Linked DNA regions of Mus musculus: regions 2, 3, 4, 5 and 6 are each linked to region 1. Evidence: chromatin contacts called from public Micro-C and promoter capture Hi-C data. All regions are on one chromosome and are shown on one strand. Each heading gives the region's core, a stretch centred on a gene start, on an enhancer-like site or on the middle of the called end of the contact. The rest is flanking DNA. Distances are from core to core; before and after follow the strand shown.

Region 1 (4,582 bases), core at 1,280-3,779:
AGAAATACATTCAGTAGAAGTCATTCCTGGAGTTTTGAATCTCCATTTCTGTACCAGTGATGTGTGGCGGTGCACATCTTTGGGATGCTGGGAGGAGTGAGGAGCCATTACTCCCAACCAGCCAGGTGAGCCGGGCACGAAAGGTTACCACTATGCCACCGTGCAGTGTGCTCAGCCTTAAGGTCTTACTTGGCTTACACTGGGTTCACAGGGATGTAACCCCATCTTAAGTGGGGTTCTATATTTGCAGAAACTGCCAGAATGAAACAGGAGGTTCTTGAGTAGCCCTTCTCAGCTGCGTCCTTTCTCTGGATAGTACATAATCAAATACTAGTTGAGACAAGTTGCAGAGTAGCCACACACATCCAGCCGGTGACCCCTGAATTTGGGAACAGAAGGATCAAGAGTTCAAGGTCCTCCTCCCTGCCTATGTAGCAAGTACAAGGCTGGCCTGAGCTACATGAGACTATGTCAAAAGAAAGGAAAGAAGAGAAAAAGGAAGTTGGGCATGGTGACACAAGTTTTGATCCCAGTTGGGCAGAGGAAGGCAGATCTCTGTGGCTTTTGAGGCCACCCTGGTCTACATGTCAATCTCTAAGCCAGCCAGGGCTACATGGTCCTTGTCTCCAATATAAAGGGTAGAAAGGAAGAAGAAAGAATGAAATGAAATAAAAATTAATCACATTAAAATGGCTCTTTTTTTTTTTTTTTTTTTTTTTTTGAAACAGGGTCTCCAGACTGGCTTTGAATTCACTTGCCTCTACCTCCCAAGTGCTAGGATTAAAGGCATGTGCCACCATGCCTAGCCACATATATCACTTTTAATAGAAATTATAGAGAATGTGACTATTATGTGCCAATGAATAATTCACTACATTTCTGTGAAGTTGGCTGATTGGGGCCAGGGAGCAATGGTCAAGTTCTCCTACAAGGTGCTAGAACTATCCTGAATGCTGGCCTGAAGTTTTTTTTTTGTTTTTTGATTTTTTTTTTGTTTGTTTGTTTTTTACTTTTACTAAGAAAGATGGGCACTCCCTCTAGGAATGTGCAGAAATGCCACCAAGAGACATCTCAGGCGGCCATTTGAAATCCTTTAAACACACATCTCTGCAAAGAGGTGGGCTTCTGGCCTGGCAAAGACTTCCAAAACAATAGACAGGAGGGTCATCCCCAGAGAGCATCAAGGGCTTCTGCAGGAGCCTCAGGGCTGGCTGTCCTCTCTCTCATACTGTGGGGTCCCCATTATGGGAGATACGTTTACAGCAGAATGAACCATGCATGGTTTGCAGGGAGAGCAAAAGACATGGCTGGTTCTCAGCAAAACACTCAAGCTTAAAATACACATTCTCAATGGAAAGCACTGGTCTATAAATGCCAGCGGCCCGCCTGATAAAATGGCGAGGGTGGTTGAGTAGCTAACTTCTCTCCACCCAGGCAATCACAGGTCTTCGGTGACCCCCAAAGTCCCCCACTGTGTACATAGATACAAGTACAGTTAGTTTGTGGCAGCGAGCACACATACAAAAGGTCACGGGTTTGGGCAAAGTCCATTCGCTCAATGCTAAAGATCTCGGCTTCACATTTTTTATTTTTTATTTTTTATTTTTTTTTTGCAGAAATCAAAAGGTTTCCTCCCAGAGTCCTCTGATTCATGCAGGAAAAAATCTGAGGCACCATGGACCGTCCATTCAACTGAATGCTTACGGTGACTGGCCCTAGAGCCATGTGCCCTTGACAGGGTTCACAGTACAAAAGACAACGTGGTTTTTCATCAGGGACCAAACAACTACACGCGCCCAGTGTCACCTGATACTGTCCACTGCACCGCCATCACAATGAATTTTCCAGAAACTAATACAAAAAATTGCTTCTTTAGACACTCTCTTTGTGCTTAACCTCAATAACCGTCGGGAGATGGCAAATTAACGCAATCCAATTTTTAAATGATGCCGGGGCACATGGTCTTCATCCACCAGGAAGCACATCTGGATCTCCATCACTACTAGCGAATCACCAGAATAAATTCTCGGTTCCTTCGGCGCCGTGCGCGACACAGTAACGTGTTTGGTAATTTCAGATCAGGGCTGCATCCAACGTGGCTTGCTTTTTTTTTTTTTCGTTCACCTTCTCATCCCGTAATGGGCAGATGAACGCCCACACCTCTTTCGCCCAGCAAAGGTGGGTCGAGCTATCTGGAGCCTGTGGCTGGTGACCACAAGGCCTCCGTGCCGGGCTCTAGGGAAGCGGTGTCCTCGCAGCCGACAGCTCCGCGAACTGGCCCTGTGGTTCCACTGCAGAAGGACAATAGCTCATCAAGCCCCACGAAAGCCCCCGGACCCGTCGCGGAGCCTGGGCTGGCGGGGGATGAGGCTGAGCGACTCCTCCTAGAGGTGGTTATGTGGAGAAGGAGCAATCCCTTCTCCCTCCTCCTCCTCCCCCCGCTACTATCCGCGGCCCGGAGAACTGCCGCTTGCCGCCATTGACACGCACAGATACAACCCCAAGAAAGGCAGGGTCCTGCCCAGCACCGGCGGCACGCGGGCCGAACCTGCGGCCGGGATTGGCGCGCACTAGGCCACCGGGCGCCCGGAGCCCGCGGTGCAGCACCAGGTGAGCCCGCCATGCCCATGGCATCATTGTTTCGGGGGGCGCCGGGGGTCTGGAAACAAAACCCTCTTGTCCGGGCAGTGCAGGGGCCGAAGGGAGCCACGGCGCCTCCCCGCTGCAGCCCTGAGGGCGCACCCCGGTCACCGACCCACCTCTGCCACAGAAATTAATAAATCGATCTGCCCAACTTGCTTCCTCGGGAGATAAAAGGGGGGTTTGCCGAAGACGCCGCGCGATGCCCGCCGCTGGCGAGGGGCCGGGGCACCCTGGGCCAAGCAGGGAGGATGCCGAAATGCGGGGTCCCGCGGCCAGGCTGGCGGTGCCGGGAGCCCTGGATGCGGAGCTCGGGGAGCGGGGGAGGGAGGAGGGAGGCGCCCGGGCGCCGAGGGAACCGGGAGGGGGACGCTGGCTCGCAAGGGCCGAGGGCGCGCGACCAGGGCCTCCGGGGTGCCGAGCTGGGCGCGGGGCTGACAATGGAGGAGGACGCAGAGACGCCGGGGCGGCGCGGGCGCGGAGCCGGGATGCTGCGGGAGCCGCGGGCGGAGGAGGACTTGAGGCCGAGCACTCCCCTCGGGTTCCCTTTCCGGGGCGATCGGTGCTTCCACCGGCAAATGGCGGCCCCTGAGCGGCTCGCCCTACCGGTCCCAGCTGCTTAATTTGCGCGGGAAAATAACAAAAATAATAGTAACAATATCAAGAAGAGGGGGATCAAAGTCAAGTCAGGGAAAGGCGGCAGCCGCTGCCGCGGGTAGAAATCAGCCCTGCCTCCCCGGTTGCCAGAGCGCCATCCAGGTGCACCGCTTTCCAGCCCCGCTAGCCTAGGATGGCTCCCCAGAGTGGCTTTCCACGCCTTTCCTCATGGGGGCGCCCTTAGCTCCTGCCCTCTTTGTTCCTCTCAACAATGGCCAAAGGGGCATCGAACCCCACCCCCGCCACCAAACGCCAATTGAACCTCCTTCTTCACGAGTTCAGCATTACTGATGGTGCCTGGGCTTCAAATGAGCCACGGGTGGGCCTGATTTAGGCCTGGCCATTACTGCAGCGTTTGGGCCGTGGTTCTCTTGGGATGAGGAAAGTGGGAAAGGGGCCAGTGAAAAAAACCAAAGAGTGGACGCACTCATTGGGAACTGGGCTCAGGTTGCCCAGACTGGAGCAACTGAAGCAGTTCTCCAGGTGAGCTGGCTTCAGGGGAAATCACAGCAAGAAGCCATACACCCCAGGAGGCCCCAGGCGCGATCAATCCTATGGAGAACAGCAGCCCTGGTTCAGCGTCTGTTTATGTTGAAATAAAACTGTTCAGTGGGGGGTTGGGGGGGAGAGAAAACCTTATTCAGAGTAAAATGTCTTTGCTTTTAACGTCTCAAAACAAATTAAACTGTGCCTAGTCCCCAGCCCGCTCCTTCTGCCAGAGTGAAAGCGGTTCCTTTCACCACAGAGAGAACTCTCACAAGTAAATGCTCAGAACTCCAGGACCCGTAGACGGTGCCTTGGAGTTTTCAGAAATATTGAAATGCAGGAACTCAAATATTGGAATCCCGCTGTAGGAAATTGTATCTTAATAAAATAACTCATAGCAGCAAGATCTCTTTCCTTGCATCCAAATTCCCTCTTAAAATACTGTCTTCCTGTCCTCCAGTTTGTCCTACCCTCTCTGGATCCGCTCTTCTTAGCCTTTAGATATGATTCACAGTTTCTGCTATTTCAGAACTCCATGAAAAGAACTTACCTCTGGATCCAGAAAGATTCTGACCCTATCCATATTCCTCTGCCTTGACGACAGGGCTTGTGGGATGCCTATGGCCTGCTGTGCCACAGCGAGCCCCGGACCCCCTGCTGGCTACCACCTGAGACAACCAAACCCTGTTTTCTCTACCTCCTGCTAGGGAAGCTGGAGGTGAATTCAGTGGCAGACAGTTTTAAATGGAAGAGATCAACACCCACAGAGAGGCCCGTGCAAAAATTGAATTCTCATAAG
Region 2 (4,319 bases), core at 1,331-3,830, 670 kb before region 1:
AAACCTAAACAAAAAGAAGAGAAAGTAAGAAAAGAAAGGTGTAGTCTCCCCTCCCCCAGCCTGAAACCTGCTTGCTCAGGGGTGGAGCTTCCCGCTCAATCGTTCTGCCACGCTCACTGCTGGAACGTGCGGCTTTGCTGTTTGGAGCCACACACGTGATCACCCTGCTACTGGACCCCGAGATTATTTGGCGGGAATTGGGCCCCCTTCCCCTGCTTTATAACTGAGTGCCGAAATAGTAAAAATTGAATCTTGAGCAGAGAGCTTTGTCTTGGTTCCTTCCTTATCTCGCGCAGCCCAGCCCCTCTTCTCTTCCAGGTTTCCAAAATGCCTTTCCAGGCTAGAACCCAGTTTGTGATCTACTGGCCAGACACAACAGAAAGGTTCTGAGGTTTTCATTTGTAAAGGTTGATGGTTGAGCATTAACAAAGATCATCGCTGTTCACCTTGGCCTCTGCTCCCCTCCCTTGCACATTCAACGCTTTATCTGCAAAGAAGGAACAACTTTGTGGAGGGACAGGCAAGAAAAGGTCTGGGGAGGGTTCTTCCCTGTAGTGAGTCTGGAAGCAGACTTGGGGTGGTCTAATGAGAAGCAGAGGGTTTAGGATGGATGCGCTGTCCTAGCTGGAGGCCTGGATGATGAACTTGAAGGTAGAATCTGAGTACTGGAATATGGGCGTGACTGCTTCATCAGGGTTCTAGTGGATGAGGTAAATGGAGCCTGGTTACAAAAACAGGTAGTGGAGTCTGAGGAGCTGAAGGCGGGTGGACTTTATCTCGGGACTAGGGGCTGACAATTTTTGTTTTTTATTTTTTACTTTTAGATTATTTTATGTGTATGAGTGTTTTGTCTTCATGTGTGCCTGCACTACAGGTGCGGGAACTTGAGGATGTGGTGAGCCTCCATGTGGGAATCAAACCTGCGTTCTTTCAACAAGTGCTCTTAACACACTGAGCCAACACTCCAGCTCAACATTTTTTTTAATTTAATTTTTAAATTTTATATACATTGGTGCTTTGACTGCATGTCTGTGTGAGGGGGTACAGAAGATACAGACAGTTGGGAGCCCAAGTCTCTACAAGAGCAGCTAGTGCTCTTAACCACGGAACCATCATCTCTCCAGCCCAAGGACAAAGTCTTAACCCAGGTGTTAGGCTCCAGCTCGCTACAGCCCCACCCCCACCGATGGTGCCGAAACCGAGTTCCAGGTAGCCACAGCCCTTCTCCTGAATGATCACCAGGCACTTGAGTCATGACCTTACATGGGGAAAAAAAAGCCAGCTCTTGTCTGACACACAACCTTTCCCCTTGCTCAGGACTCTTAAGAATCGTCCATCATGGGTCCTTGGTCCAAGAGCTGCACCAATAAACCTGACCTTGTTCGTTTGCCAAATGAACCAAACCCATGAGCCTCTCACCAAGGAGGGTTCTCAAGGAGGCCTACCCATATTATTACTGCAGACTCTGCGGATAGAATAAGTGCAGTTGAGATCGAAAGACCCTCGATCAATTTCAGAGAAGGAAGGCCATTCGAGTTCAGGGTCCGAACTTTGAGGGTTTTGACTTAGCACCAGATGGTTTTAGAGCTTTGACTCCGAAGCCATATCCCGCAACTCATTTTCTGAAATCAGAAAACTTGTCAAGAAGGGATAGAGACAGAGGATTGACCGATGGCGCGGGTTGGAATGAGGACCACCAGACACCGAACGAACGAAGTTGTTACTGGGTCCAATTTTCTAAAAACCGAACGGCTCCTGAACTCAGAAACTAGATGGTGTTGGGGACCTCTCGGCAGAGGACTGAGGGAACGTCGCCACACATGGCTTCCCTCCTAGTGTTTGGCCGGCCAAGAACTGAATGGTCACGCCCAGACGGAACGAACAGAGGCACCTCTTTCCTTACAACTCGGGTGGGACCGAGTGCTGTAGTAGATAGGAGTAAGATCAAACTTTAACCAGGTACACAGAGCATACTTTGTGGTTATAACTTTCGAGATGCGAGGAGTACAAACTGCTCACGTTAACTGAATTCTGCAGCTCATGGTGGAGCACATGCCTAGCTTGCTCATGGCCCCTACATGGAGCCCTAGCACCAAGGAGAGAAGCACGTGTATTGACACACGTGTCACGTAAGCGCCAGTTATCGTACAACCGGATTTCTCTGCAACCCGTCTTGATCTGTAGCAGATCAAGCTACGTCCTCTAACGTTATCCTATCAGGAAACTACGGATATTAATGCACCAATCTTCTTGGAAATGCACTTTAGCGTTTGAAGCCACATGATGCAGGATAGACAGTTTGGTCACATGACGACGCTTGTACGGTTCCCTTCCGCGCATCTGTAACATCCCTTAAGATGCCTGATTACTTTCCCTTCTTTCGAGAAAGACGCTGCCAATTGCCGCAGAAAGAGTGAGAGGATGGGAGCTCGTTTCTGCCACTGTAACGTACAGAGGTCGTGCTCCCACGAAGAGGCGCGCTCCCAACCCTTCCATCTCCTTTTCCTTCAGGCGCACGCGGGGGCAGCCCTGTGTCTCTCTGGGTCCTTTCGCTCCGCGGGCGCCGGAGCTACGTCACCGAGCGGCGCCAGTGGTCCGGATTTTCCCCGGCTCCATTCGAGCCGCGGCCTCAATGTCCTTGCCTCGGTGTACCTTGCTGTGGGCTCGGCTCCCGGCGGGGCGCGGGGCTGGGCCCCGGGCGGCCCCTTGCTCCGCCCTTCGCGCTCTCGTGGGGTCGTTCCCGGGGGCTTCAGGACGCGTTCCCTGCTTGGCCGCCTCCTCCTCTGCCTCTGGTGGCTCCAAAGCCCCGAACACGTCCTTGTTCGTGCCGCTGACGGTGAAGCCTCAGGGTCCCAGCGCCGATGGCGACGTGGGCGCGGAGCTCACTCGGCCTCTAGACAAGAGTGAGTGCTGGAGCCTCCCGGCAGAGCGGCAGGGTCTGCAGCCTGGGCCTACATAGTGCAATGTCTGTTCCTTTTTGGAGCCCTTAGCACCCGAGCCTAAGTCATATTTAGTCTCTTCTGTAGTTGACATTGACCGTTCTCTTCGGTCGAGGAGGTTAAGAGTTTTGTCCCTAAGTGGTGCGCCGCTTGTGCTCCTAGAGTCCTCATGGAGGGATTAAACAGTGAGGACTTGCCATTGACCTGATGTGGATGTCTAACGATGTTAAAATTCCATCTGGTTGCCAAGACAACGGGTCTCAGATCCGGATTTCTCAATAAATTTACTCTCCCACGAGACAGACCTGAATTTAAATACAAGATAAAAGTTGATAAAACTGTCTTTGCCAAAAAGTAGTATCGTCCCAGGTTCCAGAGATGAATAAAAAAAAAACCTTTAGCATCACTGGGTTGAAGTGAGTTTTGTCCTACCTGCATTTGGGTGAGCTTGACAATGGGAGGGTGAAAGGTTTCTTTTCACCAAATGACATTCTTAGAGACTGAAAGAAAACCACATTTCTTTTAGGCACAAGCTGTCTTCCTGGCTCTTCAACAAGCAATATTGATGCTTCCTATTGTGACTTTAAAATATAGGCTTCATGTTGGGAGTCAGAGGCAGAGGATGGCAAGTTCAATACCAGCCTGGGCTACAGAATGAGTTCAAAACAGGCTTGGAAAACTTAAGAGAGGTCCTATTTCAAAATAAAAAAATTAAACAAGGTTTCTCTGTGTGGCTTTGGCTGTCCTGGAATGTGCTCTGTAGACCAGGCTGGCCTCAGACTCACAGAGATAGGCCTGTGTCTGCCTGCCGAGTCCCTGGATCAAAGGCCTGGGCTACCTGCACCTCCAGGCAGCAGAGTGTTCTTTTTTAATGTGCTTGAAGATATAACCCTGGGATATATGCCTTGCCAAGCACGCAGTGCCGTGGGGTCATTTCCCAGTACTGTGAAATCAACTAACAAGGTAGTACTCCTCCTCTTCCCCTTCCTTTCCCTCTACTTTTTCCCTCCTCAAGATAAGCTCGAGCTGTTCTCAGACTGGGGATTGTCATTAATTACTGCACAGGCTACCGTTGCTAACACTGCTCTTAGTAGTGAATTACATCTGCCTCTCATAGCAGGACTTGCCTTTTCTTGGTTACTCAAGAAGAGCTTTGGGCACAAGGGGAGGTTTGATGGTGACTCTGTGGGGGTGGGGGGAGGGGGACTGGCTCTCTCCTTGTGTGTCTGTGGTCTGTCAGGGATGGTGCATTGCTGTACTCTTGTCATTTTTCTTACTCCATTGCACAGTAGCCCAAAGCTTCACACTCTCAAAGCATTCCTGAGGCCCCGGCCTTTAGTATTATGACTTCAAATTCCTTTTGTTGTAGATTTGTCTAAA
Region 3 (4,750 bases), core at 116-2,615, 640 kb after region 1:
CAGCACTCCTTCATGGCCTCTGCATCAGCTCCTGCCTTCAGGTTTTGCCCTGTTTGAGCTCCTGTCCTGACTTCTTTTGTTGATGAACAGTGCTCTGGACGTGTAAGCCAAATAAACCCTTTCTTCCCCATATTTCTTTGGTCATGGTGTTTCATCACAGCAATAGAAACCCTAAAACAGTAAAATCTCAAAGCTCTTCCTTTAAAGACCCAGGTTAGGTGGTTGCTCAGATTAGTCTTGTCTGCAGACACTGGCTGGAAGTGACCAATTGTGTCCAGAATGCAAGGGTTGGGGTGGGGAATAGGGTCTTATTTTGAAGCCCCGGTTGGCTTCAAAATTGCCTCAGGAATTACAGGAACAAACCACCACACCAGGTTCAAGTTAATTATTTCAAGCATTTATTTTTATTTATGTGTAAGCGTGTGTGTGTGTGTGTGTGTGTTTATGGCCTCAGAGGCCAGAAGACAATGTCAGAGTCCATGGACCGGGAGTGGTGTTTGGGAGCCATCTTAAGTGGGTGCTGGGACCCAGCCTCACTGAGCCCTCCCTCCCCAATCACTTCACATAACCAGCTTTTTATGGGTATAATTTCAGTACTTGGGAGCCTAAAGCAGGAAGATTGATTCAAGTTCAAGGCCAGTTTATAGCTTACACGACAGAGTGAGACCCTGTCTCAAACACTAACCAGCCCCTAAACTGTTGAGTGTAGTGGCTGGCAGGAAGATTGTGAGTTCAAAGTTATCCTAAGATACAGGACCAGTTTGGGGCCAGCATGACCTAAGTCAGAACTTGGATCAAAACAAAGAATTGTTAAGAGAGATGTCACCTTAGATTTTTGGAAGGCTGTGATGAGGCGGGAGAAAACCTAGATCAAAGCCTTTGACTGCCCTACAGAAAGACCTCAAAGCCAGTCTCGGCAACTTAGTATAAAAAGCCTGCATCACAAAACAACAACAAACAACAATAGCAACAAAAGACAAACACAAAGAGTAGCCTGAAGAAGTTGTAAACTCACAGGGCCAGCTGCTGGCGAAAGGTGAGACCCCTAGACACCCTATCTGGCTTAGACACAGTCCCTACCCGGCCAGCAGGCGGCGCGCACGCCCACACGGCTCTGGGCGCCCCGAACCTTGGCGCCGAGCCTCTCAACCCTGGCGCCATTACTTAGCCCTGGCCACAAACTCTCGCCTGAGTTCCCCCGACACCACAGCCCGGACCCAGCAGTAGGCGGGCGGAGGGCTGCGGGGCGAGCCGAGCCCAGCGCGGCGTCGGACGTGCGCGCGCCCGACAGCGGCAAGGGCGCGCACGGCCCGGGCTCCTGGAGGCGGGCGGGTACCCCAAGGCCATTTCCGGGAGGGGCGGGGCCGGGGGCGGCGCACCTCCAATCTCTGCGGCGGCGGCGGAAGGGGGAACCCGGGTCCCGTGGCCAGCGAGTGAGTCGCTCGCAGAACCGAGGCGCGTGAGGTGGGCGGCGGCCAGCGGAGCCTCTGCGGGGAAAGAAGGAGCCGGGTCCACAGCCTGAGGAGGTGGAGCTGCCGCGGCGGGCTGGACCCGGCGGGAGCAGTGGGGAGCCGAGAGGAGCTGGAGGGATCCGGGCCCGGGCTGAGGGGAGAGGAGGGAGGCCGAGCTGTGGTTGGGGAGCCGAGAGGGAATTGGGTTGTGGGGAGCTGCGCGGAGGGAACCGGGCTGTGGGGAGCTGCGCTGAGGGAGGCAGGTCTGTGGTTCATGGAGAGCTGGGCTGAGGGGAGCGCGGCTGAGGAAAGCAGGGCCCGAGCTGAGAGGGAGCCGGGCTGAGGGAGAGCTGGGCTGAGGGGAGCGCGGCTGAGGAAAGCGGGGCCCGAGCTGAGAGGGAGCCGGGCTGAGGGAGAGCTGGGCTGAGGGGAGCGGGGCCCGGGCTGAGGGGGAGCAGGGACCGGGCTGAGGGGAGCAAGGGTTCAGGCTGAGAGGGTCCTGGGCTGAGGGGAGCGGGGCCCGAGCTGAGAGGGAGCCGGGCTGAGGGAGAGCCGGGCTGAGGGAAGCGGTGCCCGGGCTGAGGGAAGCAGGGCTCAGGCTGAAAGGGAGTGGGCTGAGAGGAAGCTGAGCTGAGGGGTGCAGGTCCGTGGCACAGGGAGAGGTGGGATGAGGGAAGCGGGGCCCAGACTGAGGGGAGCAGCGCCTGGGCTGAGGGGGAGCCGGGCTGAGAAGGAGCAAACTGAGGGGTGCGGGCCCCAGACTGAGGGGAGCAGGGTCGGGGCTGCGGGGTCGGGGCTGAGGGGAGCGGGGCCCAGGCTGAGGGGAGCAGGGCCCAGGCTGAGAGGGTCCTGGGCTTAAGGGAGTCAGGCTAAGAGGGGGCGGGCTGAGGGGAGCCGGGCCTGGTCTGAGGGGGCTGGGTCCGGGCTGATGGGGAGCCGAGCTGCGGGGTGTGGGTTCCCGACTGCTGTGGGGCGTCGGAGAGACCCAGGCTCGAGTCTGTGGCCGGGGCTGAGTAGTGGCGCCAGGCTACAGGGGCGCGGGGGAAAGGCAGGCCGGGCTGGAGGAGTCCCGGGTCCCGCTGTGCCGAGAGGCGGCGGCGCTGCCGTGGGCCCGGGGAAGGGGCGTGTCCCCGCGTGCACGCCGCGGGCTCCACTGCTCCGGGGTGCCGGGGTCGGCTGGAGCGCTGCCAAAGCCGGCAGGGGGATCCCGCGGAGGGGCAGCGCCGGCCGGGCTGCCGAGTAAACAGCTGCGTTTCCCCTTTGCAGACGCAGAGGCAGGGCAGCCCCGGGGAGGGAGCCGGCTGCAGAGGAAGATGCCCGGAACCGACCTCCTCAAGCTGGTGAGTCGGATCCTTTCTCTCTCGCTCAGAAGGCTCTGAGTCATGGGACCGCTTCCCCTCCGATGCCTTGCTTTTGCTCAAAGCTCAGCATTCGCTGCCACTTTTTTCTTTTTGTTTTGTTTGCTTTGGAAACTGGCGTGAATGCTCGGGGTGAATAAATGGATGAATACGGTGGATGCAGAACTTAGAAATTCCCTGAGGATCTTTCTACAGCCCTTGCTCACGGCTTTTCTCTCTTTCTTCTCCTACCACTAGAGCAATTGCTTTTGTTTTGTTTCTGAAACAATGGCTGCCTCTGGAACTCAGGGTGGCCTGGAACTTAGCAGGTACACTTGGCCTTGAACTTTTAGTCATTTCCCTCTACCTCCTAGTGCTGGGATTTTTTTGTTTGTTTGTTTGGGTTCTTTTGGTTGGTTCTTGGAGATGGAGGGCTCATTATGTAGTCCAGGCTAGCCTGTAACTTGCTATGTAGATCAGGCTGGCCTAGAATTCTAAGAGGGTTGCTTGCCTCTGCCTCCTGAGTGCTGGGATTAATGAGCTTGTTTTCTTTTTGAGGCAGAAGCTCTTAGTGTAGCCTAGGATGGCCTTGAACTAGCAATCCTTCAACCTTCTCAGTGCACCATCATGCTGGGCTCTTGGAGACAGCATATCACTACAGGATGTCTGAGAACACCTTAGGAAGCTGGAGCTGACCTTGAAGTCTGTATAGTGCAGATGAAAGACAGGAATACTTGCTTAGTCTTCACAGCCTAATGAAAAGTCTACTGAAAATAGATTCTTGTCCCAAATTTTATGAATTCTCAGTAGGTAATAGCCTTATTAACTTCAAATTTTTATTACAAGAGAATTACGTTTAAAACTGTTAGAAACTAAATAAAAAGAATCTAATCTCTTCATCCCCCTTCACCTCCTCCTTGCAACAATAGATTACCAAGAGACAATTGCTGTTGGCATATTGGGTGGTTAATGGAGAACAGTTAGAACAGTTCTTACAATGAGAAGTTGTTGGCTTTCCTCTAATATATCTGGACGTGAATGTAAATGCTGAGTTCCCATACAGAAGTAGAGTATTTCTTCCTTTAAGGACTTTGTATTTATTTGGAGTAGGGTTAATAAACTTTTAAGTCTGATTAGGACTTGCATTCATTTAGTATATTTGGAATGCTTTTTGTTCTGAGTTATTTCTCTTGCTCTCATCATATCCATTGATGACTTCCTGGTACTGTAGAATGGAGATTTTGTTCAACTTATTGCAATAAGGAATTGATTCCTTAAAAAAGACCAAACCTAGGTTTTCATAGTACATTTTTATTATGATCTGAGTTCAAGGTTCTCTTTCTGCTTTTTTTTTTTTTTTTTTTTGGTTTTTCAAGACAGGGTTTTTCTGTGTAACCCTGGCTGTTCTGGAACTCACTTTGTAGACCAGGCTGGCCTTGAACTCAGAAATCCGCCTGCCTCTGCCTCCCAAGTGCTGGGATTACTCTTTCTGCTTTTTATGATATATAAAACTGTTGTGCCAATTGGGTAAAAAAGGACCTAAGAAAGTGAAAAAAAAAAAAAAAACAGCCACAGTACAGGAAAAATATTTTATAATTTAAAAAGAAAAATATGTGTGTGGGTGTTCGTTCAGTGTCTTACATGCTAGGCAAGTGCTATACTTAAATCCTCTTCACTTCTTTTAATATTGTATTTTGAGACAGGATCTTACTGTCTTAGGTAGGCTTTGAACTTAGAATTGTCCTGCTCACCAGGCCCTAATTGTTTCTTAAAAGTCATACAGAGAATTTAATATTGTACATGAGTCTAGTTATTTATCCTTTATGTTAGCAGAATAAGGTAAACAGTAGGTAGGAAATCAGTATGAGGTGAATGCTAGAATAATAGTATAGTTCTTATAAGTCACATCAAGAATGTATTAGATGCAGAAAGAGATAGTCTACATACTTACTAAATTTTTAC
Region 4 (4,436 bases), core at 242-2,741, 790 kb before region 1:
TGGGCCATTTTCTACAGGTTCATTTCTTGAATCATCCATTCAAGTTTTGTGAATTGCTCTCTTCCCCTAACATCCTATGTTTACCTTTCAATATGTATGTACATACATTTTAAGACTTAAAATAATTTTACATTTAATAAATGTTTTCAAGACAGATCTCACTGTGTATCTCTGGCTGTCTTGGAACTATGTAGACTTGTAGCACAACCAATTCTGAGCTTATCCCTGACCAGCTTACAAATAAGTGAGACTCACACTATGGTTATTTTATTTGGCTTTGACAATTACTGGGGGATAATCTCTAATCTATTTTTCCAACTGCTGACCTGGCTTCTTTCCCAGCAGTGTTCCCCCAAGTAATTGCTGTTTCTCCTGCCGTGTGCTCATGGTCCATCTCTCCTGGCTCTTGTTCTACTCTCTCCAATGCTCAACAAGGAAACCCACCTACCTCTGATCCCTGCAGTTATTAGCTGTAGCCTTTGTTGTTTGTTTTTGTTATTTCGAGACAGGATTTCTGTGTAGCCCTGGCTGTCCTGAACTTTGTAGACCAGGCTAGCCTTGTACTCAGAAATCCGCCTGCTTCTGCCTCCCCAGTGCTGGGATTAAAAGCGTGTGCCACCACGCCCGGCAGCTGTAGCCATTTTTTTTTTTTTTTTTTTTTTTTGGTTTTTCGAGACAGGGTTTCTCTGTATAGCCCTGGCTGTCCTGGAGCTCACTTTGTAGACCAGGCTGGCCTCGAACTCAGAAATCCGCCTGCCTCTGCCTCCCGAGTGCTGGGATTAAAGGCGTGCGCCACCACGCCCGGCTAGCTGTAGCCATTTTTATTTAACCAAATTAAGTTTTAAATTAAGGAATAAAGTTTGTACAACAAAAGCTGGTAAGCATGAGAATTTAATCATAGGCTACAGAATTTAGCATTACAATACATATCAACACTGGCCCCTGTGTCAGCCTGCAGATAATTGGCACCATGCCTAGCTCAGAGCCTTTATAGAATTTTCAGGGACTGGGCGGTGGTGGTGTGAGGTGGCTCTAGTAAGTAAAGGCTGCGGAGGCTGAGCCTGAGGATCTGAATTTGATCCCTGAGACCTGGGTACCTGGGTTGTAGTTTCCTACAACTATAATTTTTAACTGTGATAGCGTAATACATTAGTGGTGAAAGATTCTTGCCTATGAACTTGAGCAGTTATCGAAAGATGTTAGTGTTAAATTTCATTTAAGCTAGGGATTGACTTTACGATAGGCTAGTACCTTACCCCTAAGAATCATTCTGATTCTGAACATTTTTGTATAAACTACATTTTGGGATGAAGCAGGAGAAGCCATACTGCTCAAGGGTAGCAGCGGAAGGCTCTGTATTCCCTGACAGCTTCGTTTCCTTGACGACGGCTGTTGTGGCGACCAGAACATCCTCCCATTGGCTGCTGCCGAGCGTCTAGCGCTCCCCTCTACCGACTTCATTGGTCGGCGCTCCACAGTCACGACACGTCGTAAATGAAGTGTCGCAACGCGGAGGCCTCCAGTGGCTGCTGGTCCACGGACGGGGAGGCGGCCGTCAGCTCAGGCCGCGATGGCGAACGCTCCGGGGCCAGAGATCCGCGAGAAGTTCCAGGCAGCGCTGGCCCTGTCGCGGGTGGAGCTGCACAAGAACCCGGAGAAGGAGCCGTACAAGTCCAAGTACGGCGCGCGCGCGCTGTTGGAGGAGGTGCGCGCGCTGCTGGGCCCGGCGCCCGAGGACGAGGACGAGCCGGCTGCTGACGATGGGCCGGGCGACCAGGCCTTGGGCGCGGGTGAGCCCCGGGAGGCTGAGGGCCCCGGAGCGCAGCGGGCGCTGCGCCTCGCGGTGGTCGAGTTCCACCTTGGTGTGAACCACATCGACACGGAGGAACTGTCTGCCGGCGAGGAGCATCTGGTCAGGTGCCTGTCGTTGCTGCGCCCCTACCGCCTGTCGCTCGGCTGTGTGTCTCTCTACATCCAGGCGCAGGTGAGATGCTGAGGCGGGAGTTCTGCATCCAAAACGCTCCTCCTGGCTGCGCACGTCTCTCAGTTGGTTCAGTCCCCAGCATTGCACAACACCCGGCCTGAAATTCCAGTACTAGGGAGGCTGCGGCAGGAGGATTGCTTTGGGTTCTTGGCTAGCCTGGGTTTCATAGCGAAGTTTAGTCCCTTTTAATTTGTCATAACACCTACCCTCCATCTGCCTACCAACTCCCTCTGAGTTCTCGCCGCCTACTCCAGCCTCACTTGCTACTTTCCGTAATCCTGGGCAGAAAACCTAAGCGTCCGAATCAGCGCCTCCCAACCCAATGACAAGCTTAGTTTCATTCTGTGAAGAAATAATCCAACGGGATTCGAATGGAATGAACAGGACAAGGGATCGCAAGAATGATCCAATCTTAAATGTTGTTGTTGTTAATGGCCAAAATCTTAAAACTTTATTCTTTACCACATTCATCTTGTTTGCTCAGCAAGGAATTCGTACCTTTTCCTTAAACTGTCTCGACAACCTTTTAATAACTTTTTATTTTTTGTTTGTGTTTAGACATCCATTTGTGTCTGCAATGCTTAACTTCGACTGTCTTCACCTCCTGAGTGCTAGGACCCCCTCCCCCTTTTCCTTTCAGAGTCTTGTAGCCCAGGCTGCCTTTAACCCATGATCCCCCCACCTCAGCCTCCCTGCTGAGGTTATCGGAACTCTTGTTTGGACTAACTCTATCTGGTCCAAACTGATCTCACCTTCCATCCTTTACATTTTTATAAGCAGCAAGTGCGACTTTCTGCTCTGGAGAACATAACATTTCAAAATTCAAATAGTGGGTAGAGTTTTCCAGGCCCTTGGGTGTAGCTCAGTGGTACAGCATTTACCTAGTGCTCCAGGTTTCATCTCCACACTATGGGGGAAAAAAGACAGATAATGTCGGACTCTGTTGTGCCAGGTTACTTTCTTAGGGTTATAGATGGTTTCATCCTCCAGTCCAGATATGTGTACCAGGGAATATTTACTAAGCTTGATTGTTGGGTAGGTAGGCCTTTCAGGAAAGTCTCAAAACTTAGAAGAAAATGGTATGCCATATTCTTTTATGATGGCTCAATAAAATTAAAAGCCAAATACTAACAGGCACTGCCTGTCCCTTTTGCTCACAGCTCCAGCAGGTGGCACAGATAGGGATATTTTCCATGTTTGTTTGGGAGCTAAAGACATTAGTAAGGGGTTCAGTTCAAGCAACACTTCAGTGTGATGGTGGTGCACGCCTTTAATCCCAGAAATTGAGGCAGGAGGATTTCTGAGTTTGAGGCCAGGCTGGTCTACATCGTGACTTTCAGGACAGCCAGGGCTACACAGGGAAAAAAATCTTGTTTCAGAAAACCAAAGGGAAAAAGAATAAAGTAACCTTCTTCATTGATTCCTAAATTAAGCTTTAACCCTGTGTTGACTGGATTTGGAATCAATCAAGAGATGCCCCTTGTCATCTGGGAGGGTGTTTCCAAAGAGGTTAAACTGTGAATGTGAGTGGCTGCCTCCCTTGGGTAATACCAGCAAGTGCCGACATTTCCCTCTACTGAGTGTGGATTCAGTCACCCCGGCCACACTGTGCTCCTTCCACAACACAACAATCTCTCCAAACTGAGAGCAAATAAATCCTTATTTTAAAAGTTGATTTTTGTCAGGGTATTTTGGAACAGCAACAGAAAAGTCAAGTTTTGTTTTGTTTTTTAAAGAAGTTTAAAACCTTTTGAGGTCTTGGAGAGGTGGCCTGGGGTAAAGGCACTCTTCGCTTGCCCTGGCAACTTGAGTTTCATTTCTAGGACCCGTATGTTAAAAGGAGAGAATGGACTCCATTTGTAATCCTCCATATACACACCTCAGTATATGTAGGTACACACAAAATGGATGGATATTAACATGCAGCTTTTTGAAAGGGTATCTGCAGTGTATACTGTATTTTATTGATTTTCAAATGCATGCTTGACATCTTGGTGCACCTAAAGTAAGAGTACCTCATGGAGGGCTAGAGTGCTTCAGAGCACTGGCTGCTCTTCCAAAGGTTAAGGCTTGGATTCCAGCACCCGTATGAAGGCTCACAGCCACCTGTAACTCCAGCAGATCCTATACTCTCTCTGGCCTCCACAGTACTGCATACATGTGTTCCGCAGACACACATGTAGGCAAAATACCCATACACTAACATAATAACTAAAACTTAAAAATAACTAAGTAGTGTTGTTTGCATATGTAGTAATGGTGTACCTAAGAGCTCAGTTCAACAAACAAGAAAAGTAAGTATAAGGTAAATGTTATGCTAAGATGCATAGAGCCAGGGCAAGTGGCCCACTCCTTTAATCACAGCACCCGGGAAACTGAGGCAGCTAGAGCTCTGAGTTCCAGGCCAGCTTGGTCTGTACAGGAAGATTCAGAACAGGCAGGGCTATGTATT
Region 5 (4,704 bases), core at 151-2,650, 560 kb before region 1:
CCTGTGCATATGTGTGTGTGTGTGTGTTAGTTTGAGATTTATGTGGGCCTCAAATGCTAATCTTTTTGAGGGGAGATCCTATTAGGAAAATAATTTAAATACAACAGTTAGGCCCTCCCTGGGCCTGGAAATGGCGATATACAGGTTGCGCCCCCCCCCCCAAACTTTAACCTGTAGGCTCCCAAGTTCATTCTATGAGAGTACTTCCCACTTAATTTGTTAGACACAAGTGTTTATGCTCTTTCACAAAAATCATGGGGTGTAGACATCAGTAGTTACAGCTCCATCTTAGGGGTAAAGAAGTGACTGAGGACACATCTGCACCTGCCATTGGGCAGGGTGGGGATGTGTCCTGGATAGAGGTATCAGGTCTACCACCTCTTTCTCAGTGGGCAGTGGTGGCTGGAAGGGTCCTGGGGTACTTGAGGGGTGTTCCAGGCATGGGCTCCTAGCCCCCCAGGTGTGGGCTAGAAGTTAGCCTCTATAGTTCCCTCAGGACAGATGCTGCAGCCCTGGTCATGGGAACATGGCCTGCAAGGGAAGCTTAAGTAAGAGACACTGCATACAACGGCCAGGTCACCAGCACTGAAGCTAAGAAAACCCTGCCCGACTCCTGAGCAGCAACTGTAACGCATTGCCTCAGACTCCTCACCTGTAGAATCAGAGCCACTTCTGTATGTCAGAGTTCTTACTTGTCATAAGGTACAAATACGATTTCCCCTCAACCTGAGTCCTGAACAGTACCCCCAACCTCCCAGAACCCGGATGCCCAAGAGCTAGAGAAGGGTGGGAGGATCGGGACAGGCTGGGAATAGGCCAAAATTCCCACTCGGGGACCATGAGCTCTTACATGATGTCACAGGGGCAGGCGCTTTGGGTTTCGCTATGTGAACTCTGACAGGCTGTGGTGGGACTCCGAGCATCATCCTTAGATTTTGGATCCTCGATGGCAGGCAGGCACAGGGACCCAGTGCAAGATCTGTGAAGCCGCCTAGTTTCGGCTTCCGCTCTCTTTCCACGCCCACTTGTGTGCTTCCCCAACAGGGAGGATGGGAGGGGTGGGGGACGAGCCCTAATCTCCGAGGAAGGGGTGTGGCTCCGTTCGCGTTCTCCAGTTTGTGGTGTCCTGGATCTGTCCTCTGGTCCCCTCCAGATCGTGTCCCACACCCCACCCACTCTGGCTTGGCACTGTGCCACCACGCGTGACCGCGCGCTCCTTACGTGGGGAACGTGCAGGGTGATGCCTCCTTTCCGGCGCGGGAGGGAGCGGCCGTCATTCTCCTGCTCTGGCTGGGAAGCCCCAGCCATAGCGCGGCAGTGGCGCCTTGTAGCCAATGGGGACTGAGGAGGTGGGCCGGCTGGCGGTTGTCACCCTCCCGGGGACGGGAGCTCGGAGGTCTGGAGAGAGCAGGCAGACGCCCCGCCCAGGGACTGAGGGGGAGGAGCCAAGGGAGGAGGAGGTGGAGTCGCGGATCCGCCGCTGGAGGACCACTGCTCACCAGGGCTACTGAGGAGCCACTGGCCCCACACCTGCTTCTCCGCATCCCCCACCGTCAACATGATCGCCGCGCAACTACTGGCATATTACTTCACCGAGCTGAAGGATGACCAAGTCAAAAAGGTGAGCCCCGCCGGCGCCGCCCTGGCCACAGCCTTGCATTCCCGCATCCGCTCGCCACCGCCTGCATCCTCCCCCCGGCCTCTCCCGGCTAGACAGCATCTAGTTGGACTACAGGGTGCAGGCGACAGGCCTCATGCTGGGATTCACCCGGGCATTGTGGGCATGCGGGCGTGCTTGTGGTTTGAGGAGCTGGGCGGCCGGCTGAAGACCCCCCCCCTTCCTCCCACGGCTGGATTGCATACTGCAGTGTCCTTGAAAAGGACCATGGATGTCAGATGGGTACCCGCACGCAGTGCCGGGCTGAGACCTGTCTAGGTGGGGACCAGCTGGCCTGTCTATAGGCCTGTTTTGAAAGGTCCACGCGCGCCGTGGGCGGGGAAGGTGTGATCGCCGAGATAGGCTGGGGAGGTGAGTGAGCAGCTGGCGGGGGTGCTGGCTGGAAGCCAGGCATCCCATATTTGGGGTTCCCATTTGGAGAATACGATGCCCTCCTGAAACTGTCACTGGGCTCCCCCAGCTGTTGCAGCTGCTCCTTACTCTGAGGACGGGGTGACCCGCCTGGCTTTCCGGTGAGGGGAGGGGAGCAGAGGCCACCGGAAACTTTGCTCATAGGCCTCAGGTCGAGAACCGCACGTCTGAATGGAATTTTTTCTTCCTCTAAACCTGTAATTTCCAGGCAGTCTCAGCCTAGGAGCTCAAATAAGACACTTTAGTCACTTGAAGAGCTCGGAGGGGTTGGCATTCGTTCCTTGTGACTTGTGAGTTCTTGCACATGGACGCTGGGTCCTAGGGGTGATGTTCATCTAGTATAAAGTGCCGTCTGCTGGTGGGTCTTAAAGATGTACCTCACTTTTCTGCCACCATCAGTAAGACGGGATGTTTTTTTCCTGAGATAGACTAAGTTGGTTAGGAAAACACCTAGGACATTTTTATTTGTGCTATGGGTATGCCTTACCTACCCTAGGATAGGTTAATAGCATCATCACCCTGACAGACACTGGGACAAGAGGTACTATCTACAGGTGAGAGGCGGCAGTGACTAGGCTCTGTCCTTTCCTGGCCTGAGACTTCTCATCCTGCACCTTCAGAAGCAGTCTTACCGGGGACTGTGACCTCCTGAAGGTCACACAGCTGGTTAGAGGTGGAGTCTGGGCGGGGCTCTGACCCTCCTCCCACTCGAGAACTTGACCAAGACTCCCCCTGGGTGTCAGCTGAAGGGGAGGTGCTGAGAGACAAGACTGTTGGAGATGCAGCTCTTATCCTGAATAGGGACCAGGAATAGGGTGCTGAAGGGCTTCACTGTCAATCTCCCACCCCCACCCCCATCCCTGACCTGATGTCAGGGAGCTATGCATCAACACGTGTAATTGCTTGAGTTTCTTCCATGGCGGTGGACATGCTTATCCCATGGAAAGGGAAGATAGGAGGGCAGAGTGCACTTAGGATAGGCCTCCCGAATCAAGAGTCCACAGCTCTCCCACTCTAGATACCCTCTGTGGCTCAGGCGTGCAATGGTGGGTGGAGGCCCAATGACCTTGTAAACTAAGCCTCCAGCCTCACACCCACAGCCACCTGTGTGGCTGCCAGCTGCCTGGCTGCTCCCTGACACCGTGCTGGGTGGCCACCGGTGGCTGAGTTGGACTAAGGCGCTCCACTACAAGTGGCCTGATTCACCTCCGTCCCATTCCATCTCCCAGGCCCTGTGGGTATCTGAGCACCGATTCAAACGGTGCCTAACTAAAGCCCTCACTCTGAGATTGGGATATCCCCTCCCCCACCTCTATCCCAGAGCTTTGCTGGAGCAAGGTCTCTAAACTGAAACTTTCATTTCGTTCTGTGTAGGAGATCCTTAAAAACAAATGAGCTCTCAGCCTGACGGTGGGTGGTGGCTCAAGCCTTTAATCCCAGCTTTTGGGAGGCAGAGGTGGATCTCTGTGAGTTTAAGGTCAGCTTGGTCCACAGGGCAAATTCCAGGTCAGCCAGGAATACAGAGAGAAACCCTGTCTGGAACCACCCCCCTCCAAAAACAACAACAACAACAACAACAACAAAACAAAAACAAAAAAGCCAAAACAAACAAACATACAAACCCTCAAAACAAAAACTGAGCAACGGCAGGGCGTGGTGGCCTCCCAGCACTTGGGAGGCAGAGGCAGGCGGATTTCTGAGTTCGGGGCCAGCCTGGTCTACCAAGTGAGTTCCAGGACAGCCAGGGCTATACAGAGAAACCCTGTCTCGAAAAACCAAAAAACAAACAACAAACAAACAAAAAACTGAGTAACAACAAAATCAACCAACCAAAAAACGCCAAACCAAACCAAACCCACCAACCAAACAACAACAACAACCAACAAACAAAACAAGAGCTTCCTTTTGCACTGCACACAGAACTTAGAAGCTTTTTAAGCTTCCAGGAGATCACCTCTACCTGTAGAGTGCTCTGCCATATGTGGGTGTGGTCCTTAGGAGGCTCCCAGGGCACACAGTGGTCACTTGCTCCCATGAGTCAGTTTATTAGCTTCCTGTCCTTCCCACCCCACTTCTGTTATGAGAAAGGCTGCCTGGAAGTGCTAGTCCCCAAATCTTGCTCCTTTTTTTTTTTTTTTTTTTTTTTTTTTGGTGGAGCTGGGCCCTGTGTGTGCTACTCTAAAGAGAACCCAGTGAGTGGAGACTCTCCTAAGTGTGGGCAGCCATGATGATTCAGTTCTCCAGCCTCAGGGAGCCAGCCCATGGGGCTATGGAGACATGCCTCGGGTGATATACAGGACCTTGCTCTCAGCTAGGAGGAAGGAAATTGGATCTCGTTGGGGGAAGGTTTTCAGGGTTGCCCAGAATACAAAGGCACCCGGGAGACGGTTTTATTTCCCTCCACTGCCTGGGAGCCCGCAATAATCCAGCCTTGAGAACAGGTCCTGGGCAGAAATGGATGAAGCCTCTGACTTCTCAGCTCACATCCCCGTGCTCCCGGCTGCTTTTGCATAGTGCCGGTTAAAGGGTGCCACAAAAAAGGGGACTTGGTGGACAGAAGCATAAGGCACACATTTTCCTTCACTCAGGTTTTTAAGAGGAATGAACATTGCATG
Region 6 (4,485 bases), core at 316-2,815, 640 kb before region 1:
CTGAAGCATTCACAACCGTGATTTTGAGGAAGACACTAAGCACTTCAGGGCCAGCTTCCTGATCTATAAGATGGGATGAATAAAGTCCCCATCCATGGCAGCGGCTGCTAATGACTTCACACCCAGACATTCTGGGCTAGCTGCTACAAAATGGTCTGTCTAGATACTCTGGATGCACATGACCTTTAATAGTCATTAAGCCTCAGGTTACTTAGCTAACTCACACCTGAAGGGGACATGCTCTCCTGTGCTTAGACAACACACAGTACGCCTTATAACACGAACAGCCTTTGCTGTCCTTTGCCTCAGTGAAATCCCATAGGCTGCCTGCCTGCCTGCCTCACTCCCAGGCTACTGGACACTGTAGAAGTCTTTGATTTTGGTTGTTTTCCTTCTGCCCACTCCTTGTCATAATCTCATATCCCATCCTGGAGTGGATGGCCTTGCTGGCCATCACTGAATTCACTAACCAGCCAGTGGCTGGGAGGACTGCAAAAGGTTGTGTTCCCATGTGGCAGATCCTTCTCATACCACGCATGGTGAGAGCAGAGGGCAAGAAACCAGGTGTCTCAATGGTAGTACATCCTTCCTGCGCAGCACTCCAGCAGGGCCTGGTGGCTTCCATTCTTAATGCCCCCACCTCCCAACACACACACACACACACACACACACACACACACAGAGAGAGAGAGAGAGAGAGAGCAGCCCCAAGCTACTAAAGGCTGTCTGGCTTACCACTGTGGAGTATTGATTACTTCTCATTAGCTTATCTGCCACAGTAGAGGAATTGTCTCAGCATTTTTTTTTTTTTTTGAATCTGCAGGACCAGGACACTGCTTAGCCTTAGTTAAGATGGTGCCTCAGAAGCCAGGCAGCAGTGGCACACAGCTTTAATCCCAGTACTCGGGAGGCAGAGGCAGGTGGATCTCTGAGTTCGAGGCCAGCCTGGTCCACAGCCAGAGCAGCCAGTTTTACACAGTACTCCTTATAACACGAACTCCCTCTCAACAGCAAAAGGAATTAAGGCACTGGGGCAGGGGTGGGGAGGGCAGCTCTAGAGTGCTTACCTAGCTTCTATGACGTCCTGGGTTCAAGCCCCAGCAGGAAAGGAAAAAGTATTTAAGAGACTTTATTGGAAAAGATACAGGGAGCCAATACCAGTGAAACCCATCTGGAAACAAAAAACAAAACCAAAGACGCTGCCTAGGATACCAGGAGTCTACAGTCCTGTTGCCTCGCTGAGAAGAGGAATTCTGGAACTGGGATTTAGTTCATAAATTGGCTCTGTTTTGCTCCCCCCACCCCACCCCCAACTTCTCACAAGCTTTTCCTTAGCTGAGTGGTCTTAGAGCACAGGCCTTAGTGTGTCACTTAGCAACAAGATTTTCTCGATGCTCAGTTCTCAAATAGTCAAGTGAGCCATCAATCCCCAGCCTTCCCCTCTGCTTACCTTCAGCTCCCACCAGAGCCTCCTGTTAGACAATCGAGTGTGTGGCGGAGGGAGGGACCAAAGACGGGCGAAGTTTAATCATTGAACCGAGCAGCTGGAAGTATTTAGCCCAAGCACCCACCTCCCCGCCCAAACTAGAGGCGTGCAGCACTCCGCAGACAGAGAGTGTACTGAAGACTCGGCGCTCTCGGGAACAACCGCACTTGGGAACATGTTTGCAGTACACTTGGTGGCGTTTTACTTCACCAAGCTGAAGGAGGACCAGATCAAGAAGGTAAGGACTCTGAAGCTGAGGTGTCTGGCCCAGTCTACGCTGACAGACCCAACAGACTCCCTCTCAACAGCAAAAGGAATTAAGGCACTGGGGCAGGGGTGGGGAGGGCAGCTCTAGAGTGCTTACCTAGCTTCTATAACGTCCTGGGTTCAAGCCCCAGCAGGAAAGGAAAAAGTATTTAAGAGACTTTATTGGAAAAGATACAGGGAGCCAATACCAGTGAATGTCTCAGGGAGGAAGAGGTAGTAAGTGTCCCACATTGCTCATTGTCCCTCGTCCCGGCTTTCAGTCAGAGCCTCTTGGCAAATATGGGAAATTGGAAGTCTTCAAAAAGTTCTAGGAACTTTGTGCCCAATTCAGGGCCATTTAGGGGCAAGGCCACGACGAAGGTGAGTCGTTTATAAAGAAAGAGATCTTTTTGTTTGTTTGTTTGGTTGGTTTTTCGAGACAGGGTTTCTTTGTATAGCCCTGGCTGTCCTGGAACTCACTTTGTAGACCAGGGTGGCCTCGAACTCAGAAATCTGCCTGCTTCTGCCTCCCAAGTGCTAAGATTAAAGGCGTGTGCCACCACGCCCGGCTAGAAAGAGAACTTTTAAAAGTGCATCCGATTATTCATGTGTTTGAAATCAAATGGAAATAAAGGCACCAAGAGAAAACCTGGGGTTTATTTTATGATTTTGACACAGGGTCTTATATGGCCCACTCTGGTCTGAGACTACAATCTCAGTCTCCCAAGTGCCTGGAATTACAACCTACTCGGCATGGCTGGCATGTACATTTTAACACAGTTGTAATTTTCAGCATGTCCTATTGTCCTATTAATAGGTCAGAGTTTTTTGGCTACTTTGCCCCAGCTACAAAATCAAGATGGGCTCTAGTTGACTGATGAGACCAGGATTATCTCCTGGCAGCTAAAATGAGTGCAGCCTGTGTCCCTGGTCACACTCACTGGCTGCTGACAGCTGCAAGGAGGAGGATGTAGCATCTCCATTGACAACAGGAGTCCTCTGGGCAACCAGACTCTGCCAAGGTCACCCGGGCACTAACAGTACACTGAAACTGGCAGATGCCTCCTCTAGCCTTCTAAATGCTTTTCAAACTTTGAAAGAAGAAGTATGGCCCCCTTGTAGCCCCTTCTTTGCTAGTGGGTAAACGCCGCCTGTCTGCAGTCCATGAGAGCCAGGGCAAGCCGGAGAGTAGAAACCCATTTGCTTTGACAGCTTTTCATTCTGTCATTTGTTGGACTAGATTCCCAGAACCCCCTCTGCTGACTGCTTGAGGGGTGTAAAGTCCTTTGCAGCCCTGTTTCAGAACTCATTGCTGTTTCTCCCAGCTGGGCGGAGAGGCCAGCCCTAAGGATAATCTTTGAGACTGAAACCTTTAGTTTGCAGTCACTTCATCCCCCCGACTCCGTACAGTGGCTCACCTTTTGTTCTAGCCTGGGATAAGGCTGGAGCATGTTTGTCCACCAGCCCAGGAACAGGTTCAAACAAGGCATTCCAGAGCCTCTGTCAATACCTGGGTTGAGTTCCTCCCCTCACGGTGAAAAGCAAGAAAGTCATGAATCCCCCAAGCCTAATCAAGGGCCCAGCAGGTCTCTTGGGCTTGTGAGTAGACTGGTTTGTAGCCAGTCTGACTCACAGCTTGGAGGACATTCCTCCACAGGCCAAAAACAGCTCGTCTAAAGGCAAAGTGTGTTGTCTGTGTGGTAATTCAGTGGTTCCTGTCCGACGGTTTACACGCTTCCTGCCCCTGGAGTTGTCAAGGTCCTGGGATGCTTGCCTTCCAAGATTATTCATTAGACCCTTGCACTGTGTTTGGAAATCTCAGAATGACAGGAAGTCAAAAAGAAGGCCACTGTCTGACATTCGTTTCCAGTTCAATATATTGATGTATTTGACCTATTGATAAAGCTGGGTTGCACCTGGTCATTGACTCTCAGAGATGGTTCATTCATAAGAACAAGGCAGACGGGGCCTTCAGTGTGTGTGTGTGTGTGTGTGTGTGTGTGTGTGTGTGTGTGTGTGTTCACAGTTTAGTATGTCAACATTGCAAAGTTATGTGTGTGTTTGTGTGTGTGTGTGTGTTCACAGTGTCAACATTGCAAAGTTATGGGGATGTTTACTTGAACACACCTTTAATTTCCCTCAAGTCCCAAGCCCTCTTGTGTGCTCTGTAGGCAGCCTTGCACTCTGCTCCTGGTGTGCTTTTATGATTAGGTTGGCACGAATTCTGCATCAGCTCTGATTGCTTCTGTACATATGTCTCCATCATCTCCGTGATTAACTTTCAATGTCTTCCTCGGAGCACACCAAGTACGTGTGCCCTGTGGCATTCCAGTTTCCCCTCTTGTTGGTTATGAGGGAATGTTCAAAACACTCTTTCCAACCACTAAAATATTACAATATTAAAACAATAATATTCAGGTTCTCCCCTGAAATTGCTTCCTGATTTAACCCAGCATACAAACTGAATTCCCTCGATGGGGAAAAAATTGCTACAACAAACAGTGGCCTATATTTATTATTCTCCCTACTTGGGATAATTTTCTGAGAATAAAATGTCAGAAGTGAAATCAGGAGGTCAAAGTGTGGAAGCTGTTTTATGACTCTGCTCCTAATATGTGTGAGACCTTTGAACTGAGTGATCCTTCAGGTCCCCTCAGGCTCCTTCCGTCTATAACTGAGCAGCCTTGAGCTTCAAGGCTTATCATCTGTCCCTCGAAAGCTTGCCAGGTCTTCTATTCCCATTTGGTTGGAGG

Evidence for each region. Promoter capture Hi-C pulls out the DNA fragments that hold promoters and counts their contacts. A called contact is a pair of places that touch in the nucleus more often than the background predicts.
Region 2: a promoter capture Hi-C map of embryonic stem cells shows a contact between it and region 1, with 2.3 times the contacts expected there. The contact joins the promoter of Supv3l1 here to the promoter of Macroh2a2 in region 1. A contact is called at or near these places in 10 of 39 promoter capture datasets (the 3T3-L1 cell line, 3T3-L1-derived adipocytes, cranial neural crest and 5 more), 2 of 484 Hi-C or Micro-C datasets (both in embryonic stem cells) and 2 of 115 datasets of contacts at active chromatin or transcription factors (astrocytes and stem cell-derived neural progenitor cells).
Region 3: a contact with region 1 is called in a Micro-C map of embryonic stem cells, with 7 times the contacts expected there. The contact joins the promoter of Sgpl1 here to the promoter of Macroh2a2 in region 1. A contact is called at or near these places in 3 of 39 promoter capture datasets (embryonic stem cells and hippocampal neurons) and 3 of 484 Hi-C or Micro-C datasets (all in embryonic stem cells).
Region 4: a contact with region 1 is called in a Micro-C map of embryonic stem cells, with 8 times the contacts expected there. The contact joins the promoter of Kifbp here to the promoter of Macroh2a2 in region 1. A contact is called at or near these places in 1 of 39 promoter capture datasets (cranial neural crest) and 1 of 484 Hi-C or Micro-C datasets (embryonic stem cells).
Region 5: a contact with region 1 is called in a Micro-C map of embryonic stem cells, with 4 times the contacts expected there. The contact joins the promoter of Hk1os here to the promoter of Macroh2a2 in region 1. A contact is called at or near these places in 4 of 39 promoter capture datasets (cranial neural crest, embryonic stem cells, liver and 1 more), 2 of 484 Hi-C or Micro-C datasets (both in embryonic stem cells) and 5 of 115 datasets of contacts at active chromatin or transcription factors (differentiating embryonic stem cells, embryonic stem cells, neural tube and 2 more).
Region 6: a contact with region 1 is called in a promoter capture Hi-C map of hippocampal neurons, with 4 times the contacts expected there. The contact joins the promoter of Hkdc1 here to the promoter of Macroh2a2 in region 1. A contact is called at or near these places in 7 of 39 promoter capture datasets (the 3T3-L1 cell line, cranial neural crest, embryonic stem cells and 4 more), 2 of 115 datasets of contacts at active chromatin or transcription factors (embryonic stem cells and stem cell-derived neural progenitor cells) and 1 of 9 other capture datasets (embryonic stem cells).

The regions. Positions count from the first base shown.
Region 1 is chr10:61,781,811-61,786,392 of GRCm38.p6, reverse strand. Macroh2a2 (macroH2A.2 histone) reads left to right here and starts at 2,529. Exons shown (of 9, transcript NM_207000.2): 1 at 2,529-2,610. Gm2137 (basic proline-rich protein) reads right to left here and starts at 4,366. Exons shown (of 3, transcript XM_006514419.2): 1 at 4,334-4,366; 2 at 2,760-3,242; 3 at 1,571-2,291. The coding sequence starts at 4,366. The coding sequence ends at 2,121.
Region 2 is chr10:62,447,999-62,452,317 of GRCm38.p6, reverse strand. It overlaps Supv3l1 (suppressor of var1, 3-like 1 (S. cerevisiae)), which reads left to right and starts at 2,580. Exons shown (of 15, transcript NM_181423.3): 1 at 2,580-2,903. The coding sequence starts at 2,633. 4930507D05Rik (RIKEN cDNA 4930507D05 gene) reads right to left here and starts at 3,158. Exons shown (of 1, transcript NR_027926.1): 1 at 965-3,158.
Region 3 is chr10:61,144,299-61,149,048 of GRCm38.p6, reverse strand. Sgpl1 (sphingosine phosphate lyase 1) reads left to right here and starts at 1,365. Exons shown (of 15, transcript NM_009163.4): 1 at 1,365-1,526; 2 at 2,718-2,791. The coding sequence starts at 2,765.
Region 4 is chr10:62,575,512-62,579,947 of GRCm38.p6, reverse strand. It overlaps Kifbp (kinesin family binding protein), which reads left to right and starts at 1,491. Exons shown (of 7, transcript NM_028197.2): 1 at 1,491-1,984. The coding sequence starts at 1,571.
Region 5 is chr10:62,336,930-62,341,633 of GRCm38.p6, reverse strand. Hk1os (hexokinase 1, opposite strand) reads right to left here and starts at 1,400. Exons shown (of 3, transcript NR_168630.1): 1 at 1,222-1,400. Hk1 (hexokinase 1) reads left to right here and starts at 1,213. Exons shown (of 18, transcript NM_001146100.1): 1 at 1,213-1,621. The coding sequence starts at 1,559.
Region 6 is chr10:62,419,537-62,424,021 of GRCm38.p6, reverse strand. Hkdc1 (hexokinase domain containing 1) reads left to right here and starts at 1,565. Exons shown (of 18, transcript NM_145419.1): 1 at 1,565-1,724. The coding sequence starts at 1,662. Gm30322 (a long non-coding RNA gene) reads right to left here and starts at 1,516. Exons shown (of 3, transcript XR_380484.3): 1 at 1,451-1,516.